2 separate regions of the Bactrocera dorsalis genome follow, and region 2 is linked to region 1. Evidence: chromatin contacts called from public Hi-C data. All regions are on one chromosome and are shown on one strand. The core of a region is the stretch at or near the end of the contact, and the rest is flanking DNA. Distances in the headings are between cores, read along the strand shown. Region 1 holds the start of LOC105227525 (muscle segmentation homeobox). Region 2 holds the start of LOC125776532 (homeobox protein H17).

Region 1 (4,871 bases), core at 598-3,097:
AATGGTATTGCTATTATATATACATATATGTCTACATATGTATGTATAAAGTCAGGGTATCTCGCTCACCAATTACCATATGCATAACCCTTATTAAGATTTCATATAACGTATGAAACACAAATTTATGTCATTTGCCACTTCCTGCAGGGTATAAATACGTATGTATGCATTTATGGACTTGCATACGTAATCCATCGTAAATAAAAATAAAGAAAAAATACTTTGCAAAGACAATAAATGCAATTAGAAGCAATCGACGCTTTTAAATGGCTGGTTGTCAACATTTCTCCGCCTTTAGAGAGCAGCGAACAACAAAAAAAAACACAAGCAAACTGCCAAAGCAAACTCACCACAGCACACCACACTGGAAAACGTTGGCTGTTTCCAGCGCTGAGTGCAGACAAGTGAGCGCAACTAACGGATGCCAGAAATGAGTGTGTGCTTACGTGTGTTGAAGTGAGTGAGTTGGCTTGTATGAGTGCGGCTGCATTTTCGTGAGTACAGTACAAGGGGCGGTGACCAGTGCGCGCTTCCAATTGTCTGCCATCAACGGTGAGTGAGTGAGTGAGTGAGTAAGTGAGCGAGTCAAGTGGGGAATTGCATTTGCTTTTTTATATGCATGAATATCCAATAGATACACATACCGTTGTTGAACAAAAAAAACAAAATATATGAAAAAATACTTGAGAGCAGCATGCTTATGCGAGTGTAACAGAGCGCGTGCGAGCCTGCAATTAGTGAAGGGCGGCAGGTGATGGGTGTGAAAAGAATAGCAAGAGCGCGATGAAGTAGTAGTGAAAAATTATGAATTTTTGTTTTAATTTGTTGCCGCGTATTTGTTATGCTTGTTTGCAGTTTTATTACTGTTATTATTTCAACAGCTATTTTATTGAGAAATTCTTGCAAACAGTTTTTGACTTTTAAATGGCAGTCAAATACTAATGATCGAATATTTTTTTTGGAAATCATGAAACATTTTTCGAAAGATTTTCGATTTGAAATGGCCGTCAAAAACCATTTTTTGGAATTTTTTTATTGAAGAAATTATATCTGCATTTTTTGAAAAATTTTCAATTTATATTAGGTAGTCAAAAAGAATTGTTTTAAAATTTTTGTTTTTGTATGCTTTTTTGTTGAGTAAAATATTTTATTTATTTTTTCTAATCCTTTTTTTTGGTATTCATATACACTTTTGTAAATTATTTTTTTATACGCATTTACTTTATTTTTTTTTAAATTATTATTATTTTTTATTTATTATAATTATTTTCAATACAGTTATATTACAATGTCTGTTATCAAAACAAATTACATCATTCAAGAAGTCTATTGTTTTCGAATTGCTCTCAGCATCTCGAAAAATATATAAAATCAACTTAATAGCTCAACTTTTGCACCGCTTCCCATCTCCTCAAACACTATCAGTCTCGCATACACGTACTTCACTGTTTTTACTACAATAGTCTAACACTTCGTTGTTTTTGTTATTGCACGCATAAACCAATTAGAAGCAACACACTCTAGCGCTCGCGTCCATTGCCGTGCGGAATACGAGCATCTCATAAAACTATAGCCAACACGCTCGCACTCGCAAATTAACGTAAGGCCAGCGCTGCTGTGAATATTGAAAATATCGAAACTGTTTTTGTTTTTGTTGTAGCCGCTGTTATAAGTGGTGGTGGTGGTACATGCCTCAGCGCTGTATTTCAATGAATGGACGTTTCGACTCATATGACTGGCCAGCAGCCTGCCTTCCACCCTCGTCGAAGGCTTGCTTGCATGACTAGGGCTCCAAGGCTCACCTACATGGAAACACGCACACACAGCCGGTTGCGCTGCTCAGAGCTACCACCGCATGTGCACCACAGCAAACCGGTCTGGTGGTGGTGAATGTGTGTTGGTGTGTAAGTGTCGGCTGTGCATGTTGCGCGGAGCGACCGAGTTCGCTCTGTTTCTACAAACGCCTCAATGCTCAGGCACTTGGGTTTGTGAGTATGAAAATAATTCAGTTGTAGACCAGTCGTGATCTTAAACGGATGTGTTGTCCGTTCGTTTGTGCACGCTCGCCAGCCGTACATTTTACCGCTACGCCAAAAGCAAAGTAAAACAGCCAGTGGCTCGATTAAGCAGTGACAAATCGTTTGATTAATAAGTGTTGAATACGAAAACAATTTTGAATATTTTTTATTTGATTTTGATAAGAAATTGCAAACGTCGGAATTGTTTTACAGTTAAAAATTAAAAAAAAAAAAAAAAACAATTAATTAAAAATAAACACATACACACACACACTACAAAAACTGGTTTTAAAATCCTGACTGCAAATGCATGGTGCTTTCGTTTTGTTGTAACGTTAATGAGAACGCGCGCGCACGGTCGCATTAGTCATTAATTAAAGATTAATTAAAACGCTTTAGTTGAAAGCTAACAAATTTGCAAGCGACAAAGCCAACAAAGGTGACAAGCCAATTTGAGCGTGAAAAGCGAAATACAAAAACAAAAAATTAAAATTGAAACAAATTGAACAAAATTGCAGTGAGCCGAAAGTAAAAACAAAAAAAAATTGCGAAAAAGCGCACAGGAGTGTTGAACAAATTTCATTACGTCAACTCAAGCGCTTTGCAGAGTACGAAACAGTAAAAAATATGTTGTTGTATTCGAAGTCAAGCAGTTGTGCACTGTGACATCTTTTATTGTATAAATAAAAAATTTATAAAAAAAATTAAAATTTAATATTGTGCAAAATTAACGAAACGCCAGCGCCAGTTACACTTTCGCCACCCCGCTGCCCCATGTTAAAGCTGTCATCCACAGGAATGACTGTCACTGGTTTACGCACAAGCATGACAAGCCCGACGGTACCGCCGCAAACAGCGTCCGCCGCCATCACCACCACCATGACAATGACCAGCCCCAGCACGCTGGTGGTCAGTCCCGCACATCTAATTGGCGGCAACAATAACAGCAACAGCAACAGCAACAACAATAATACAAGTCTCAATCGCAGCGGTAGCAACAGCAGCCCCACATCACCCTCCACACTCCTCCTAACACATCAGCAACAGCAAACGTTGCAGCAACAATTGTTGCCGCTACACACACAGTCACCGCATAGTCACCCGCATCAGTTGAATAAAACCAGCTCGCGTCTGAGTAATTTCAGCGTCGCTTCACTCTTAGCCGACACGCGACCAGCAGCAAATTTGTCCCCCTCACGCACCCACAGCGCGGACGGCATGCAAATGGAGCCGCGCAATTTGTCCAGCCACACACCAGCCGTCACGTTGTCACCTGTTTCGCCGGCAGGCTCCTCACCCGCCTCACCCAACGCCGCACATGGCACGCAACCTTTGGCGCCACACGCTGCCAACCATCCGCCACATCAGCATCCACACGCGCACTTCCATTCCGCCGCCGTGGCACATCATGCGCATTTGTTGCATGCCGCGGCAGCCGCACACGCGCAACAACAACATGCCGCCGCGGTGGCTGCCGCCGCTGCAGCACAACAGGCGGCGGTCGCGGCAGCGGCCAACAGTGGCACAGCGCCACATTTGCACGGCGCAACGGCTCACTTGCGCCACACGTTGAGCAGCAGCTCAGCGGAAGCGCCTACCAATCTAGTTACCACGGAGAGCGGTAGCAGTAGCAACGCGCAACAACAACATCATGCGGCAACATCACGTCTTGGCTCACCCGCTACACATATGAGCGGCCCCAGCGCGGACACGTCCTCCTCCTCATCGGCCACAGCGTTGCTGGCGAAACATGAACGTCACTCGCCCATCGGCAGCTCGGTGGACTCGGAGCTGGAGTATGATGATGATTACAATGAGCACGAGCACGATGGTGAGCATGAACATGATGAAGAGGAGGATTCGATAGTGGATATTGAAGATATGAATGCGGATGATTCGCCGCGTTCCACACCGGACGGCATGGATAGCAGCAAATCACCGGAAACGCTTAGCGCTCATATGCCCAACTCACCGCATCTGCTTTCGCCAGCGGCATTGGCTGCCTCGGGTCATGTGCCCATACGGCCGACACCGTTTAGCGCGCTGGCCGCAGCCGCGGTGGCGTGGGGCGGCATCGGCGGCGGTGTGCCTTGGCCGGGTGCGCGTCAAATGCCACCGTTCGGGCCGCCTGGCCTATTTCCAGGACAAGGATTCGGCGGAGGTGGTAAGTGCAGATTTTCTTCTTTATTTTATTGCAAGAAAAAGTTAGCGAAGTGAGAGAATTGTTTGTGCGTGAAAAGCCGACGGGCGGTTGTGTTTTTGTTAAAGAAGTTTTTATAGGCAAACAAAAATTTGACGGAGAGCTGATAGGAATATTGAAATAACTTTGTTTGGGCCTTAAAATAGTATCTCAAGACGTTGTAGTTGTAATTGTTGTATCGGCATAAAACATTACTGAAGCAATTTCGAGGAATGGTGCCGAGTTCACAGTTCTAGGCAGGATAAATATTCGAGAATCTTTACTTAGACCCGACTGTGGTGGGAACGGAGAATCGCAAGACGTCTTAAGTTCTACTTGGTTCATTCAAGGCTTATTTTCGACTTCAAAAATATTATTTCACATAAGAAAAGATCTTCTTTTAACAATTTTTATTCATTTTTTTCAAAGTTTGGTAGGTTAATTGAAGTAATTGTAACATTTTCTAAAAAATCAAACTCAAAATTGTTGTTTTTTTTTTAATATTTTTTACGATATATTAGCAGAAGTTAAGTTATGAAAATGTTTTTTCTAATCTCAAATTGATACTTTCATACATTTTAAATTTAATTTTTGAAAATTCAATATTCAATCAGAAATTTTATTTTTGAAAATAAGATATTTTCTTATCATAATTCTCTTTATCAGAAAGT
Region 2 (4,871 bases), core at 1,506-4,005, 200 kb before region 1:
ATGCAAATAAATTTTATTTGGCACAACATTTTTCTTCATAAAGTTGAGTGGCGGCGACGTCGGCTATGGAAGCAAAGCCGATATCCACGCACACATACACATGTATGTATGTACATGTATATATGTATGAATATACAGAAATATAAGTCTGTGTGTCTACAGTTTGGCATGCCAAGCGTAAATTTGTATGTGTGTGGCATGCCACTTGCCGCATACTTGTTGTTGTTGTTGCATTTTGTTGCAGATGGCGTGCAAAATGCAAATATTATTAGCGCTGGCGTCTGGGCTCTAGCAACGCCCTGCCGTGTCGCCACCAACAGTCAAGCGTCTCAGAGTCACCGGTTGGCAATTTGATGCGCCAACGCGTCACCATGTACTTGCAACCAACTGCTAAAAGTAGAAAAGTTGCACGAAGCGCCAACATTAGCGGCCAGACGCCATCACGTGCAATGCCAAGAAACAACAAAACACCGGTAGCAATGCCATCACCAAACACCATCTCCGGCCCAATCTGCCGTCAACCATCAACACCTCAACTTTCAACTGCTGCTTGCAACCATCAAAGTCAATTTAGTGAAATTTGCTGTAGTTGTTGGTGTTGTTGTTGCCATTTGCAATTGCATGCGCCAAGCGGCAACAAATTAAACAAACAAAAAACAACAACGACAACAACAACAACAAATAATTATGCTTATACTTATTTGCGAAAATTTGCCTGCTCGGTTGCGTGTGTCCGTCGCGCTTGGCGTGGCAAACAAGTGTCTACACACACATACTTACATTGTATGTATACATATATACACACATACGCTTACATTATATAAATACATATACATATATACACATACATATGTAAATACAAGCATATACATATTTCTATGCTTTTATATGGGCGTAAGCTGTTGTGGCATGTCTGCTCCTAGCTGCCAGTGTGGCAAGTCAAAAACTGTGTGTTTACTTACCTCTCAAACATTGTAGGTGGGTTTTGTGTGAACAACACGTTGTTGGCAACCGTTCGTCCGTCCAGCTGTTCGTCAGCTAGTCAGCCTTCAAGCCAAGCCAATAAAAGCAAACAATGGTAATACCAACAACAACAACGTGACTTAAGACACACCCTCATGGCAGCGCGGCAAATAAGCTGGCACCCTCCACAATAAGCAACACACACACCCCACCCACTTGCTTCACCGCGCTCGCCATCACTCGTTGGCAAGTTTATGCCACAACAACAACAAATTACAAGGAATCGACTTGCAATGTGTTTATTTGCGAATTTATTTGTTTGCCGTTTTGTTGTGCTGTGCTTACTTTTGTTATTGTTGTCGTTTTTTTAGCGTGTTTGTTGTTGTTGCTGCTGCCACCATTATTTTGCTATTATTGCCTTGGCGTATGTCGCGCAATTTTAAATGCAACAAACTAATTTGACTGCAATTATATTTTTATTATTTTATTTTCGTTGGGCTTATCTCCTCAGCACTTCTCCTCCTCACTTTTATTTATGTGTGTGTGGGTGTAAAATTTATTATTTTAATTTTTTATTATTTTTCATGTTTGCATTTTGTGGCATTTTTATTGTATTATAATTATTGCGCTGTTGCCACTTTGTTGTTGTTGCTGGTTGTACCCTACCAGCCAACTATCGGTTAAGTAACAAGATATTTATCCGGTTATCAATCAATTTAATATTGGATTATAAAAATATTGGCAAATACATATACAAATTTTTCGAAACCAATAACCCTACCTGGCAACTATCGGTTAAGTAACCGGTTAATTATCCGGTTATTAATCAATAAAATATTGGATTACAATAATAAATGCGAATACATATAAAAAAATTTCGAAACCAGTAACTCCACTAGCCAACTATCCGTTAAGTAACCGATTAATTATCCGGTTAGTAATCAATTAAATATTGGATTACAATAATAAATGCGAATGCATATACACATTTTTCGAAACCAGTAACCCTACCAGCTAACTATCGGTTAACTATCCAATACCTACAAGAGATTTCGGTTAAAGTTTCTATGAGTTTGTTAAGACCAGATTGACAATTCCAATCGAAACGCTTAGGCACGTTAGATCGCTAATTCCTTTCTTATTGAAAAGCCTTATGTGTTGCACAGTGTGTATATGCCAGTTTTCGCACCAATGCCTGCAATGCATTGGAGTTCCGGTAGCAGCGACTTGCTGGGTTCTATATTCCAGAAGAATTAAAAAATTAATAAACGAATTTGGTTTTTTAAATAAGTACACATGCATGTATGAAACAAATATTTCTAAAAATGGCACAGAGATGCCACAGATTGCATTTAGTTGCAACAAGCTTTCTCCAAGCCGCAAATTGTACAGAATACCTTACGATCGAATTACAATAATTTCAAATTAATTTTCAAAATCTTTCAACTGACTATATTGCTTATCGAAAAAAGTAAAATCGCTGTATCCATAAAAAAATAACAAGTTGCCAAACAGCTGTTGTGCAGCTGCACCGTCATCGCTCATGCCAACAGCGACGCATCGATCACAAAGGTGGATAGCCAGATTTGCCAAAAACAGCGAGGCAGCGAGTGCTGTCACTACACTTGGATATTTGCACAGCACAGCAATTTACCTTGTAGTTATTGTTGTTGTTGTAAATTGCACAAATTAATTGGTCATTTGTCGTTAATTGCCATTGGAATGGGGTTTGCTTTCCTACAAATCATATAAGCGCTTGAGTGTGTGTGTGTGCGTACGTGTGTATGACCAATGCGGGCAACACACGAACGTGGCCAGCGGCGATTGGCAGCAACACACGCGTACTTAGCGCACGACGATGGTGGCGATGATGGCGATCGCGCGGCGTTGGTGATGGCGATGCCGATGAAGATGACGAGTACGTGTACACATTTGCTTGCAAACAAGTAAACAAATGACAGCGACAACAAAAACAAAAACAATGAGAAATGTTGTAACTGCCAATGGCCGACGCTATTGCCACACAGCGTTTGGCGCTTCAGCTGCAACAGTCTGCAGCTTGCAGTAATGTGTCATCAAAGTGCAACAATTGTGTGTGTGTGTGTATGTGTTTACTGAGTTGTTAAGCTCAAAATGAGTGAAACACTTTGTCGCCGCATATTTGCGCTGCTGCTGCCACTATTGTTGTTGTTTGATGGCCGGTGGCATGTGTCTTGCATGCGGCATGCATTAGTACGCGTCTCGCATGCCACAGCTGGAAATTGTGACATTTAACTACCATTTAACAATCAGTCAGCGCTGCAAGTGTGTGTGTGTGTGTGTGACAGTCAACGGCACAGACCGTTAAGCGGCGACTGGAGCCCAATCATTGCTGGGCTTCTGTTTCACTTATTTGCTTTATCTCCAGCTTATTTCACTCCATTTTCGGCAGTCAATCAGCTGCATTTGTCTCACTGCACTGCTGCCACGACTGTTGTTGCTGCCTTTGTTGTGTTGCTGTCGTGGCAGTCACTTTTCACTTGCCACGTTACAGTTGCAACGCATCTATTTGCTTTGTGCCCAAAATTGGTTGAAGTATTTTCAATTAATTTGAGTTCTCCAGAGTGTCGTAGGCATATTATGAAATCAACAATCGACAGCAGCGCGTGTGTTGCTGCAGCTGCGGCGGCGGCGGCAGCGCGCTACGTGCTACTCGGAAGCACTAACACACTGCTAGCTGACAGACAGTCAGACTGACGGTAGACACGTATTGCAACGGCTATTAGTTGTTAGTTATTTTTTTGTACTTGTTGTTGTTGTTGTATTAAGTGTGGAAAAGTTTCTGGAAAATGAGTTGGATTGCGCTGCAAATTGCTCGCAATTAGCTTTTAATTAAAGCCTTTTGCAAGCCAACCATTTTATATGCCATTAACATGCTTTATAATTGTTGTTGGTGTAGCTGTTTTATTTCTTTTCCCTTATAATTGTTATTATTTGTTGTTGTTGTTGGGCTTTTTGTTGTTGTATTACAACAACTTCGCAATGGTTTGCCTTATGTTTTTGTTGTTGTTGTTTTTATTATTATTGTTGTTTATGTCGTTGTTGTTGTTGTTGTTGCTTTACAACAACCAGCGTTATATTAGCGCACCGCATTTGGCTATTTTGCAAGTCCACCAACCTGCAATTATGCGCTCAGCTGCCGTAGTAAGTCCATCACTCCAATGGTGGCATGCAACAAATATAATATAAACCATAACTGGCGCTGAGCGGCAGCAACAGTAAAAACAGTAACAGACCCTAGCGGGCCAGTGAAACTTATTACATATATTTATTATATATATCACTCACTATATATGTATATATGTATATTAATATACTATACATATATACATTCATATACTTATGTATGTATAGAAATGCCGCTTACATAACAGTAGATATGTAAGCTCCACATGGCGAACCGCCGATCGCCGGCTATCAGCTATTGATATTGGTATCATGCCGGTAGCTTGCCACCAAAATATTCATGTGCTTGCCACATGATATGATATACACATACAAACACATGTTTTTATGTTACAATTGTCGCCAATTGTGGCAACTGATCGATCGCATGCATTGCACGAATTGCAATTTTTACTGCTGTTGTTGTTGTTGTTGCTGCGAGATGTCATAACTTCGCTGCTTTTTTAATTAATACCAAATTTGTCATGTTGCACGTAACTGCGCGCATAGCGCTACACACTGCAGGCGAATTTCGTTTTCTAAACGCCGACGGCTGTTAGTTGCCATGTCTAGTTGTTGTTGCTGCTGCTATTGTTTTTGGTGGTAGTGCTGTTTTTGATGTTGTTGCTGTTGTTTCTGGTGGTCGTGCTGCTTTTGATGTTGTTGTCGATATTTTTATAGTTGTTGTTGTCATTGTCTTTGTT

The links. Hi-C and Micro-C count contacts between places; a contact is called where the count stands out from the background.
Region 2: a Hi-C map of whole body shows a contact between it and region 1, with 4 times the contacts expected there. The contact joins the promoter of LOC125776532 here to the promoter of LOC105227525 in region 1. A contact is called at or near these places in 2 of 2 Hi-C or Micro-C datasets (both in whole body).

Annotation. Positions count from the first base shown.
Region 1 is chr2:10,707,514-10,712,384 of ASM2337382v1, reverse strand. LOC105227525 (muscle segmentation homeobox) reads left to right here and starts at 1,847. Exons shown (of 1, transcript XM_011206886.4): 1 at 1,847-4,185. The coding sequence starts at 2,796. The coding sequence ends at 4,185.
Region 2 is chr2:10,910,756-10,915,626 of ASM2337382v1, reverse strand. LOC125776532 (homeobox protein H17) reads left to right here and starts at 2,755. Exons shown (of 2, transcript XM_049449076.1): 1 at 2,755-2,881. The coding sequence starts at 2,755.